Linked DNA regions of Sus scrofa: all the other regions are linked to region 1. Evidence: chromatin contacts called from public HiChIP or PLAC-seq data. All regions are on one chromosome and are shown on one strand. The core of a region is the stretch at or near the end of the contact, and the rest is flanking DNA. Distances in the headings are between cores, read along the strand shown. Region 1 overlaps LOC102164818 (a long non-coding RNA gene). Region 2 has its middle 14 kb from the start of C16H5orf47. Region 3 overlaps CPEB4 (cytoplasmic polyadenylation element-binding protein 4).

Region 1 (4,305 bases), core at 497-2,996:
TTGATGGCCTTGTGACCTTGGCCAAGGGACCTCCCACTTGGAGCCTCAGGTTTCCCATCATGATCCCTGCCCTCCAGGTTGTTCCAATGGGACCAACACAGTGGATGGGCACGTGGCAGGAGCTCCTGCTCCACAAAGCTTGGGTTACTTTGCCTGCAATGTTCCAAGGTTGCAGTGGGGAGGGGGTGGCATGGCTAGGGAGGAAAATGCTGAAGGGAAAATGCCCCTCCCCCATTTTAAGGGCTGCAAACGAAGAGTTTAATTTCCTATTAAAATGGAAAAGCCAGGAGTCCTTGCTGTAGTGTAGTGGATTAAGAGTCTGACTGCAGAGGCTCAAGTGGCTTTGGAGGCTTGGATTCTATCCCTGGCCCAGTGCAATGGGTTTAAGTATCTGGTGTTAGCTGTGATGTAGGTTGCAGCCTCGACTTGGATTCTGTCCCTGGCCTGGGATCTTCCATATGCTGCAGGTGTAGCCATAAGCAAAAAAAAAAAAAATGTAAAAGGCAGAATTTGTAGTTTTCAAATTTTAGTGAGTATGATCAACATCTGAGGGTGCTGGCTAAAATGCAGATTCCTGGGTGCTGGGTCTGAGGAGTCTGGGTGGGGCCAGATAATGCACTTTAAATAGTCCCCTCAGGCGCCTACTGAAGGTATTTCCCAGGAACACCCCTGAGAGGCCCACCCTAGATCACAGGGCTGGGCCATCTAGTCCAGAGATTACGGGCAGGGGACCTCCACTCAAAACTAAGTTTTCTATTCTATTCGGATTACTTGTTCTTTGGTAAATTCTGGGGCCTTGGCAATGATGAGCCTGTTGTCCAACCTGACAAGGGGCCTGAGATGGAGTTGCTGCTGTCCTTAAAATCCTGGCCAAAGCCCTGGTGTTGTTGGTGTTTGTGGCCTCTGGATGGTCCAGAGCAGGAAACTGAGGTCCAGGGCAAAAACACTCCTGGACTCCTGGGAGGGGAAAAATGTGTGTGTGTGTGTGTGTGTGTGTGTGTGTGTGTGTGTGTGTGTGTGTGTGTGTAGGAGGTGTAGGGGTGAGATGCAGCGTGGGTGGGGGTAGACCATGCCGGGGTGTGAGGGTGCTGGGCCCTGCCGGACAGCAAAGTCTAGGGGAGTGAGTGCTCACTGCCTGGTGGCAGAAAAGGGAGAGCACCCAGCGGGTCCAGGGCTTAGTGTGGGCACAGGATGAGAGGGACAGAGGGCAGGAGGAGGGAGAGTGGGAGGCAGGGGGGAGCTTCTGCATAACAGTCCTAAGGAGAGGGCCCAGCTGATGGTTTTTTGCCCCAAGGAGTGCGCCTCTCCAAGGTTGCAAAATGCAAAGCCCCAGATGGGGACAGGAGGCGAGGGAGTCTGAGGCAATCCTCATGCTGTTACTTGAACTCCGGATCCAGCTTGTTTCGTGAGTTCTAAGTACCTGTCCCACCCAGGGTTGACAGGGAAAACATAGGTTGGCCAGTTAAATTTGCATTTCTGATAAACAGTGACTTTTTTCATCTAACTATGTCCCGTGCAATATTTGAGACATACCTATACTAAAACATTATTTGTTGTTTATCTAAAATCCAGGTTTAACCGGGCATCCTATATTTTTATTTGCCAAATCTGGAACCTTATCCTCCTCCTGCCTTTGGACCGAAGCCAGTCTGTGTGCGTTTCTGAGTCTTGCAACTAAAGGGATCTCAGCAGCAGTTGAGAAATGAGTCAACCTGCCTGGGGTCACAAGGACAGCAAGTCACAGCAGCCGGATTAGAACTCATGTCTGTGACTCAGGAACCTGTGATCACTCCTCCAAGAGGCTGGGGTGCAGCAGAGAACAGATGAGACAAAGCCCATGTAACAGAACTGGGTTTGAACAGAACGTGGAGCGGGGAGGAGAGTGAAGAGAGAGGGGCCTGGGACTTGTGGCTTTGTTGACTGAGAGATGACAGTCCTTTTTATTATTATTTGTTAATTCACATAATTTGTCTCTCGCTAAATATCAAATGCCTGTCAGGGGCAAGACACGGTGCTGGTTTCCAATATCTGAAATGGGCTGCTGCTATCATTGTTTATCTATCCCGTTTGGAAAAATGGGAGCACGAGGCTCAGCAAGGCCATGGGTCTGGGAGCCGAGGAAGCTGGGATTTTTCCAGGCCTCCTACCCTGAGCTCCACGCCCCACCCAGCCAGCCCACATGGAGGCCAGTCTGCTCCGCCACTTGGTGTGCCTTCAAACCCAACTCCCCATCCCCTGCCCGGGCAAAGCCATGCAAATTGCAATTGCTAGCAAATGCTCAGGCTGCTGCATCTGTGCTTGGCAGGTGTGTCTGTTGTGACATATCTGATGTTTAATTCTGACATCCTGTGTCCCACACCTGGGCACAGCCCTCCTTGCCTGCCACCAGTGTGGATGCCCAGCCGGGTCTCCTTCTATGTTGCGGGATGGAGGATGCTGGGGGAGGGGGACAGGAGCTCAGGGCCTTAGCAGTGCCGGAAGTTGGATCCAGGCCTCTGCTGCCATGGTGACGGTTGCTATAGAAACACACAGGCTGCACTCAGCACACCTAACAGGAATCTGTGGGTTTTGCCATAGACTGGAGTCAGCAGAGAGGGGGGAACTCGGTAGTGGTTAGAGTCCCCTTTCCGGAGTGAGAGCCGAGTCTTGCCCTGGGGCGGCCCCACCTGTATCTCCATTTTCTTTTCCTGCCACTTCCCCTCCCGCCGCTTCCCCCTCTGCCGTACAGTCCAGTCTCCGTGGCTTTGGCTGTGGCCCTCTCAGCCCAGAATACCCAGGCTTCTTCATCCCCCAAGCCTCATCCTGCTGCTTTCATTCAGCAAATATTTACTGAGTATGTAGGATGCGGTTCTGGCCACTGGGGACCCAGCCAGACAAGGGCCTTGCTCTCATGGAGCTGCCAGTCTTGGTGGAGAGGCAGGCATGAAGGAAGCACCCAGTAAATGCAAGAGAATACATTCTGATGGTGCCATAGCAGCAAGGAGGGTGATGCAGCAGACAGTGTTGGGTTGTGGGATTGGGGTCAGGGAAGATGTGTCTGAGGAGGGACCGCCGTCTTCCTGGTGCCCTCTGGACTCTGAATCACAGCACTGCTGGCCCTTTAATATCACTGCCCATCTCCCACCTTAACTGCTTTCTCCTTGAAGGCAAGAGGAAAGGCACATTTGTCTCTGTGTCCCAGTGTCTGATACAGAACAGGGACTTGATAAGGCACATACATTTATGGAGGGTGACCCATGGATCAATCAGTGTCACAGATGGCCTCTCGTTTCCCCTTCATACTGAGTCTGGGATGTAAGTATAAGGTGATCATTTCGTATCACTTTAGAGGTGGTGGAACCAAGCTCAGCCAGGTTGGGAAACTAGCTTCTCGTCCCACACTGGCTCAGAGCAGGGCTGACGGTCAAAGTCAGTCAGTCCTCTCGGGCTTCTTTTATGTAATATGGTAGATACGATTCACGTACCATATAGTCCCCCCTTTAAAGCCTATGAGTTCATGGTTTCCAGTTTGTTCACACTGGTGAGAACATCAGAACAATCAATTTTAGAACATGTTCATCATGGCCCCCAAAACAACTGAATTCCTCTAGCCAGGGCCTCAGCCTCGTAGGAGGACTTGAAGTTCAGAAGCTGGCTGCACTTGTAAATTTAGAGCCGAGGAGTTCTGCGTGGGCTGGCTGCCTCTCATTTGGCACAGCAGTAATGAACTTTTGCTTATTGGCATTTTAAAAGTATATGCTTGGCTTCTCTGAATTAAGACCCCGATTCTCCACTGAAAATCTCAAAACAACCTACGGACAAATAAGTCGCATTCCAGGAGAGCTTTCAGAAGGCTTCCCTAGCTGGGACATGGTGGGTGCTGTCTGTGCAGTGGCTCAGAATGTCTGGAATTCACCAGACTCTGCATTTTTAAAGCCCGAGGCTTTCTAGAAGCCTGATCTCATGGCATGTGCTGGCACAGTAGGGGCTGCAGCCAGGGGGATCCAGGGACTCTTTGAACCCCAGGACCACCCTGCCCTCCTCTTCATGAAGGGCCAGTGGTGATCAGTTTAACGCATATGTCCAGGTCGCTTCCGCCCCAGAACCAGTGAGTGGAGTAAGTGATCCATCTCTCCTTTCCTCAGTGCCAGGGGAGGCTCCCCTGCCCCAAATTTTCACATCCTTCCCGCCCCCACTTCCTCCAACTAGCCACACGTGTCTGTATTTCCTAAAGTATGGAAGGGGAGCAGTTTAACTTTTCCCCCAGTCTGGTGCATAAAAGAGGTCATGTGTCATTTTGCCATGTAAACCAAAGCCCCCTATTCC
Region 2 (4,305 bases), core at 742-3,241, 300 kb after region 1:
TGGGATTGTAAATTGGTGCGACCACTGTGGAAAGCAGTATGGAGATTCCTCAGAAAACTAAACATAGAACTACCATTTGATCCAGCAATCCCACTCCTGGGCATCTATCCAGAGAAAACCATGCCTCGCAAAGACACATGTACTCCAGTGTTCATTGCAGCACTATTTGCAACAGCCAAGACATGGAAACAACCTAAGTGTCCATCGACAAAGGAGTGGATCAAGAAGATGTGGTACATATACACAATGGAATATTACTCAGCCATTAAAAGGAACAAAATACCGGCATTTTTAGCAACATGGATGGACCTAGAAATTATCATGCTAAGTGAAGTCAGCCATACAATGAGATACCAACATCAAATGCTTTCACTGACGTGCAGAATCTGAAAAAAGGACAGACGGAACTTCTTTGCAGAACAGATGCTGACTCATAGACATTGAAAAACTTATGGTCTCCGGAGGAGACAGTTTGGGAGGTGGGGGGATGTGCTTGGGCTGTGGGATGGAAATCCTGTGAAATCAGATTGTTATGATCATTATACAACTACAGATGTGATAAATTCATTTGAGTAATTAAAAAAGGGGGGAGGCAAAAACTAATATCTCCATGGTCTGGTTCAGGTAAGCATTAAATGAGGCAAAAGTTAAAACAAACAATAACTACAAAAATGGAGTTCCCACTGTGGCTCAGTGGAAACCCAACTAGTATCCATGAAGATTCAGGTCTGATCTTAGCCTCACTCAGTGGGTTTAGGATTCATCATTGCCAGGAGCTGTGGTGTAGGTCACAGACTTGGCTTGGAACTGGCGTTGCTGGGGCTGTGGCTGTGGCCGGCAGCTGCAGCTGATTCCACCCCAAGCCTGGGAACTTCCATTTGCCACAGGTTCTGCCCTAAAAAGTGCGGGGGGGGGGGCATAAAAAAACAAGCAGAAATACCCCAAACTATAAACATTAGAGACCCTCATTAGCAAGACCATTATTATCCCAGATCTGGCCATTGCTGGAAGCAGCTACCTTGGGAAAGTCCCTTTCTCTTCTGTGGGGTTACATACACCACCCAAAGGCACTCATCTCTGTTCAGAGGGGACCATGATCCTCAGCTCCCAGGACTGGCATGAGGATCCAGTGATGTGAATCCTAGTGCCCCACAGGCTACAACCTCCTCGCTGCCATCCTCTCCCTGCTGCAATTCTTCCCCTGCAGCTAAGGTGGAACAGCAAGCTGACTTTGCCAAGCCTTGCTGCTAAAACCTTACAGCAGCTTCCTATGGCCCTGGAGATAATAAAATCGCATGTTTTCCCAGGCGCCAGCTCCACCCCCCACCCTAACCTCCTCTTCTACTTTTTTTTTTTTTTTTTTTTTTTTTGCTTTTTAGGGCTGCACCCTCAGCACAGGTAAGTTCCCAGGCCAGGGACCAAATCTGAGCCGCAGCTCACAGAAACACCAGATCCCTGATCCACTAAGCAAGGCCAGGGATCCAACCCTCATCCTCATGGATACTAGTTGGACTGGTTCCCGTTGTGCCAAGACAGAGAATTCCATCTTTTTTGTCTCTCCCTCTTCATTGTGCCCTCAAGCCACAAGCAGACCTCTCTCCTTCGTCCAGTGCAAGTCGTCTTTCCTGGGGCTGGGTCTACATACTTGTGTTTTTCCTCAGGTGAAAAATCATTTGCTCACCCTGCCCCACCCTCTCCTCCACTTCAACGCAATGCAGAACAGAGCTGGCTCCTCATTCCACCTCTGGGACTTAGAAAAAACACCTACTCCTCTGCGAGAACTTCCTGAATCACTCTTTCTAAACACCCGCATCCCTATTCAACATCATCACACTTTGTTACCAGAAGTGCTCTTTCTGACTAGCATTTATTATCAACCTATGGAGTCTGTGTCTCTGCTTTTTTCAGCAGGGGAGATATACACTGTGTTAATCATGTTTGTGTCCTCAGGACCTGTCATGGGCCTTGCACATCATAAGTGCTTAATAAATGTTTGCCAAGTGGGTGACTCACAGGATCCTGACGTTGGTTCTCTTTCCAAAGCCAGCTCTCAAAACCGCCAGTAAGAGATCGCAGTGCTTCAGGAGGACCAGTAGGCTGATGGGGCCCCAAGGCCCAGGTATTTCCCCAGCAAAATAGAAATCGGAATGCTTGATAAAGGCAGCTCAGAGCCCTCAAATGCTAATGGGACCCCGGGACAGTGCTCAAATGTGGCTTCTGGTTCGGCCCCACTGGGAGCTGAGACTCTGCAAGTTTCTAACAGGTTTCTGACACCAAGCTGAAGAAGCCGAAACTTAGTCCCTGTGAAGCCTTGGCGGAAGCTGGGAGAAGAGTCTGCCTGGGCTGAGGGTGCAGCTCCTGGACTAGAGGCTGGGGGACCCAGGCTCCAGGGAAGGGGTCGGGGGGAGGGGAGAAGGAGCAAAGCACTGGCCTCTCCTGATGCCAGAACAGACAAGCCAGAGAGGGCAAGAGGCTAGAAGCTGCTATGTTTTAGAATTTGCCCTAGTCCCAGAAAGAGAATTGTATCCAGGAGTTTCTTCAGTTATTTCTTCAACAAATATATGCATATTATTTATCCAGAGTATACTGGCGGATAGGACACAGAGGCATGTGTCCTCTTGGCATATATATTCTGGAGACAAAGACCTTGATTTGAGGCCTCAGGGGTAGGGGTGTGTGTGTGTGTGTGTGTGTGGTGTCTATGTGATTTTGGTGAGTCATTTGTGCAATCTGAGCCCTAGTGACATATGAGGCCCACACCCAGCATTGGGAGTTGCTAAGGTCAATCTCAGGAGATACTGCCTTACAAAGAAACGGCATAATTATTATTCATAGGACCTCTAATCTGAATTTTGAACTCATTCTCTGTTAGCCAAAGGTGGTAATCTGCAAAGGAGAATTATACCCAGGAGTTTTCTTATTCATTCTATCATTCATCCAAGTGTTCGTCCTGTTGTAGTGGCAAAGCCAGCAAATTCCTTGTCTTATCAGCATTTACATTCAGAAGATGAAAGCAGACAATCAGACAAGTATACACAATTCTTTCAGAACACTTCACAAAGGAAAAATCTTCATGAAAGCAGAAGAAAACAAGACCTGCCTAATACTACATAGACAAAGAAGATTCAGAAAGAGAGTATCAACTACAAATGTTCATTTTTACACAAGACCCCTTCCTACCCCAAAATTCTCATGAAATTCTTGGCCTGTTTGGAAGGGTATGAAAGACCTTGTTATAACAAGTAATGAACTCATTGGAGGCATTGAACCAACTCTAATACTGCTTAAGTGTTACTCTGATTAAGGTAGAGTACATTTCAAATATTCATTACTATAGGTTTTTGAATATCTCCTTAAATTGATCGCAAAGTATTTTGGATCTTCCACGCTGCTGCAAATGGGGTTTCCTACTCCTGAGAGGCTCCAAATGTTCCTAGTGTATAGAAAGTCTCTACGGATCCCGCGTTGCTGTGGCTCTGGCGTAGGCCAGTGGCTACAGCTCCGTTTCGACCCCTGGCCTGGGAACCTCCATATGCCTTGGGAGCGGCCCAAAGAAATAGCAAAAAGACAAAAAAAAAAAAAAAAAAAAGGAGTTCCCATCGTGGCGCAGTGGTTAACAAATCCGACTAGGAACCATGAGGTTGCCGGTTCGGTCCCTGCCCCTGCTCAGTGGGTTAACGATCCGGCGTTGCTGTGAGCTGTGGTGCTGTGAGCTGTGGTGTAGGTTGCAGACGCGGATCGGATCCCGCGTTGCTGTGGCTCTGGTGTAGGCCGGTGGCTACAGTTCCGATTAGACCCCTAGCCTGGGAGCCTCCATATGCCACAGGAAAGGCCCAAGAAATGGCAAAAAGACACACACAAAAAAAAAAAAGAAAGAAAGAAAAAGAAAAAGGAATGAATTTGACAGCTTGGGCTCCAAAACCAGGATTGTGGCGGGGGGGGGGGTGTTGAGTGGTAGTGAGGCAGCAGGGCAGGGGGGATGTGCTCAGTTTCCTTACTTCCTATCTAGGGGATACTCTCTCAGCTCCCTAGAGGATGGGGTCCTACCATCCATGAGGTCCCTAGGAAATCAGCGGCGCCAGATCCTTTACAAAGGGCCCCTCAAGTGGAGACAGTCTACAGTACCTAGAGTTTAAACAAAAGCCACAGACATCCAGTGACAGGAATGAGAACAAAGCGGAAAGATCCAACACCTCTAAGCTCAGGTGCCATTCTCACATGCTGTGCTTCTAACACAATTCGGTCATTACTAGCCACCTGACAACGAAACAACAAACAAACCAACAACCCTACAAAGGAAGAGAA
Region 3 (4,305 bases), core at 1,094-3,593, 270 kb after region 1:
CAATTTGATCCCTAGCCCAGAAACTTCCATATACCGCAAGTACGGCCTTAAAAAAAAAATTGTTTTTACCCAAGGCTATCCTTAACTTTTTGCATGTGGTACTCTCACAAGTCACATGAATGATGTATATACATAAAGGTACGTTGTGTATTGTTTCTTTTGAAAAAGTTTTTGTTACAAAATTTAGCCTTAAGGAGTGGTAGCAACTAGCTTGTTTTGACACATCTGGCTAATAATAGTTTATCCCTCAGCCAGCACCCAGTGATGGAGTATAGCGCAGGATGGAGGTGTCAGTGGGCTCAGCTCTAGCAGTAACTTGTGGAGCTCTTCTTGGTGTCTTGGGGTTGTCCCAGAGTTCCTGTGTGGCCTAGACCCTCTCTGCTTGACATGTTTGTTCCCTGCCAGTCCCCATAGGTATTTAAATTGGGGGCCTTCTGGCCTTAGGACTTGGTTGGTGTGCATGTTGGGAATACCCCACTATGAACCCCTTAGACTTTGGTGCAAGCATTTTTAACGATTGATGATGCAAACAGTTAAATTGAGGTGCATGATTCTTGGTTGAGGTAATGGACACACTAAAGTGTTTTATCATAAAACATTTACTGTAAATATCATCAATATTTTTATTTTGAAATGCTTTTTGAAGCAATGCAACAGATTTGCTAGTATCAGAAGTAGTTTGCATTTCCTGGACATGGGGTCGAGCACACAATCCTAGTTTACTTAGCACTGTATACTAATCAACATCAAATCCCATGCCAAATTTAAATTACATAGATCCTGGGTGATTGGGTAGTATAGAGGCCCAAATAAGCTGAGATAGTTAATCAACTTACAGATAATTAAGGCCATGTTAAGTGATTTGACTTATAATAAGCAATTCAATTGAACTGTCCACCTTGGTTTAGTTTACTCTTAAAAAGGAAATGAAGGGTTGGGATATGCTCCTTTTAGGTCTTTTCTACTTTTACAGTTTTATTGATTTGTAATGATATGGATTATTGCTTTTAAAAGTAAAATGCTATGCAATAATTTTAAACTTCTTTCCCCCATAAATTATCTGTATCAAGAATGAGACATTTTGGTTTGCACACTCCCTAGGTCCAGATTCGACCTTGGAATCTCAGTGACAGTGACTTTGTGATGGATGGTTCACAGCCTCTTGACCCACGAAAAACTATATTTGTTGGTGGTGTTCCTCGACCGTTGCGAGCTGGTATGACCAAACAAAGAAACCAAAAAACAAACAAAAAAAAACATCCTTTAGCATAAGAAACATCTTATACACATTTTCCAGGATAAATTCTCCATAAGCATTTGCGTTTATGTCTAAGAGTGAGAGTTCTAGAATCAGTGTCTGGCTTTGAATTCATGTGTTCAGCTAAAAAAAAATTAAAAAATAAAAAGTTACTCAAAAGCCAGGTAACCTTAGACAAATTAATTTCTCTAAATCTCAGTCTCCTCATCTGTCCAATAGATGGATAAGTATGTACTTTATGTGGAGTTGTTTTGAGGATTTAATGATATCACAGATCCGCAGTTCTTGGAGCAGCGCACGTAATGCTTTTGCTCGTCACTCTCATCGTCGTCTGAGAGAGAAGGGCTTCAGGAATGAGTCATTTGTCGAGATGGTCATTGTTGCCCATGTCCCCATGTGCTCGGGAGCCATTAACTGAGCTCTGCATCAGCAGTGCATCTGTGCCTAGAACAGTCCTTACAAAAGACATTTCATCCCCAACTTGAAATAATTTGAGGGTTAATAGTATAAGTGAGATAAAGAACATAAAGTGTGGGGGTTTCCTTCGTGGTGCAGCGGAAACAAATCTGACTAGGAACCATGAGGTCGAGGGTTCGATCCCTGGCCTCGCTCAGTGGGTTAAGGATCCATAGGTCACAGATGCGACTCGGATCTGGCGTTGCTGTGGCTCTGGTGTAGGTCAGCAGCTACAGCTCCGAATAGACTCCCTAGCCTGGGAACCTCCATATGCCGCAGGCACGCCCCTATATGAGACAGAGACACACACACACACACACACACACACACACTGAGCATAAAGTGGGTAAGAATGCAGCTTCAAAACTGTAACTCTTCATGGAGAAGATACATTTATTATCTCAAGTTTCTATGTGGGAAACTGGCACATAGCTAGACTGTAAGGAAAGGTAAAATGGGTTTTGATGGAAATACACTCGAAGGACCCCCAAAGAGGCTACCTATCCGATTTGTAGTGTCCAAAAGACTATTTATATTAAGCAATACACTGTTAACTGGTAAATATGTGGCGGCGCCATGGTATAGAGCAGACAGACGAGGGCACACTCTTTTCACTTCCCATGACCTTGCACAGACTGATCGTCCTCTCTGTCCCACTTTCCTCAGGAAGTTACTACTTCCCTACTTCATAGTGTTGTGAAGATCAAGAGCGAATATCTGTGAGACACCCAGCAGAGTCCCTGGCCTTAGTTACATTAGAATAAAGATAAATGCAATAGACAGCTGGTTGTAGAAACTAGTGTCATTTTAATAATATTATAATGATGGACAGAGGAACTGCTTTTGCTGAAATCTTTGCTGAGCCAGATGAATTTTCCTGACTTCAAATGTCGTGTCTGCTCCCTCCTCCGTATGCAGTGGAGCTTGCCATGATAATGGACCGGCTGTACGGAGGTGTGTGCTATGCCGGGATTGATACCGACCCTGAGCTGAAGTACCCAAAAGGAGCTGGGCGCGTCGCTTTCTCTAATCAACAGAGTTACATAGCTGCTATCAGTGCCCGCTTCGTGCAGCTGCAGCATGGAGAGATAGATAAACGGGTAAGTCCTGGACTACATTCTGGAAAGTTCTCAGAATGACCCTCTGTGTCATCACCAAGCTTGGAATGGGTGGGGGGGGGGCGGGGGGGATTTAAATCGACAGCGGGTGGTTATGCCTATAGGACCCATTAGACAGATGCGTGCTGTAGGATACATCTAAGAGTTTCCTATGAATTTCCTCTCTCGTCGTTTTCTGAGTAGCCTGACCAGAACACTATAATTGACTTTCACCTCATCCATTCGTTTGTTCAGTTGGTCATTCAATAAGTATTTACCAAATCCTTTGTACTGTGTTATAAGTATACAAATGTGAATGCCCTTGAGAGCTCCTCGCCTTCTTTTTTAAACCTGGGGTATCGAGAATATCTCAGCGAGCCCTGTTTTCCTATGCGCTGTATAACAAATGACTGAAGAAATTCACCTCAAGGGCTGCATGTGTAAGAAATATTTCATTGTAACAGATTAAGTAAAAGAAATCATAATCTTTTCATTTGCAATCTGTCTTCCCACCTGAAATCAGGGAGTGGTTCATTACTTTAAATTCCTCTTTGTTGGCTCTGAATCAAAAGGCTGGATAAAACCTCAAAGATAACTCTTTCTTCTGTTTTCCAGGCTATTATATTTGAGACTCTGTGTTCCATTATTTGTCTTCTTTCTTTACATTTACAGATGAGTTTTTTGGTTTTTCTTTTTTTAATCTTTTTATTAAAGTAGAGTAGATTTACAGTGTTGTATGAGTTTCTGCTATGCAGCGAAGTGAGCCAGTCATACATACACACATTCTTCTCGTGTTCTCTTCCGTCCTCTTCTATCCAAGAGATTGGCTCTAGTTCCCTGTGCTGTACGGTAGGACCTCCTTGCTTATCCATTCAAAATAAAAGTTTGCAGCACTAACCCCAAACTCACTGTCTGTCAACTCCCTCTCCCTCCCCCTTGGCGACCACAAGCCTATTCTCCATGTCTGTGCTGTGAGTCTGTTTCTGTTCCGTAGACAGGTTTGTGTGCGCCACATTTCAGATTCCACACATAAGTGATGTCATGTGGTATTTGTCTTTCTCTTTCTGACTGACTTCACTTAGTGTGAGACTCTCTAGTTGCATCCATATTGCTGCCACAGATTTCTTATCTTTGTGTTTCATGCACTCAGCAAATGTTTTAGTGCCTAGGACAAGAGGTCCCTGTCCTCAGGGGACCTCTTTATGTTCTGGTGGGTAGAAATCTGTCCTGGCAGTACTACTCCAAGGGTGGCCTGTGAACCAACCGCCAGTTGATACGGTTTGTTGCTCGTTTGCAGTGAGATCCAGATTTACACCAGAATGTGAATCCACCACATTAGTAAGCATCGTATTTTAGTTCCGTTGAGATTTTTTTTCATAGAAAGACCTTCTTGATGAAGTAAGCAATATACTGATTTACATTCTGGTGTCCGCTCCTTATTTCATGGCAGACTAGCGCTTTCCTTAGGGCCAACGTAGACATCCAACACTCCAA

What was found. HiChIP or PLAC-seq counts read pairs in DNA pulled down with a chosen protein or histone mark.
Region 2: an H3K27ac HiChIP or PLAC-seq map of alveolar macrophages shows a contact between it and region 1. The contact joins two enhancer-like sites. A contact is called at or near these places in 1 of 47 Hi-C or Micro-C datasets (omental adipose tissue) and 2 of 2 datasets of contacts at active chromatin or transcription factors (alveolar macrophages and skeletal muscle).
Region 3: an H3K27ac HiChIP or PLAC-seq map of alveolar macrophages shows a contact between it and region 1. The contact joins two enhancer-like sites. A contact is called at or near these places in 3 of 47 Hi-C or Micro-C datasets (embryonic fibroblasts, mesenchymal stem cells and omental adipose tissue) and 2 of 2 datasets of contacts at active chromatin or transcription factors (alveolar macrophages and skeletal muscle).

The regions. Positions count from the first base shown.
Region 1 is chr16:50,707,857-50,712,161 of Sscrofa11.1, reverse strand. The region is part of intron 2 of LOC102164818 (a long non-coding RNA gene); the gene reads left to right. Among named protein-coding and RNA genes, the nearest start is that of BOD1, 25 kb to the left of the region's middle. Within about 2 kb of position 1,746, at least 8 of the 83 cell types and tissues checked have an H3K27ac peak or open chromatin away from gene starts, as enhancers often do. A contact at or near this core is called in alveolar macrophages, where this site is marked.
Region 2 is chr16:50,412,002-50,416,306 of Sscrofa11.1, reverse strand. No RefSeq gene overlaps it. Among named protein-coding and RNA genes, the nearest start is that of C16H5orf47, 14 kb to the right of the region's middle. Within about 2 kb of position 1,991, at least 17 of the 83 cell types and tissues checked have an H3K27ac peak or open chromatin away from gene starts, as enhancers often do. A contact at or near this core is called in alveolar macrophages, where this site is marked.
Region 3 is chr16:50,436,124-50,440,428 of Sscrofa11.1, reverse strand. CPEB4 (cytoplasmic polyadenylation element-binding protein 4) reads left to right here. Exons shown (of 8, transcript XM_005657625.3): 6 at 1,102-1,216; 7 at 2,633-2,814. It overlaps LOC102164640 (a long non-coding RNA gene), which reads right to left. Exons shown (of 6, transcript XR_002339629.1): 6 at 3,054-4,305. Among named protein-coding and RNA genes, the nearest start is that of C16H5orf47, 38 kb to the right of the region's middle. Within about 2 kb of position 2,343, at least 3 of the 83 cell types and tissues checked have an H3K27ac peak or open chromatin away from gene starts, as enhancers often do. A contact at or near this core is called in alveolar macrophages, where this site is marked.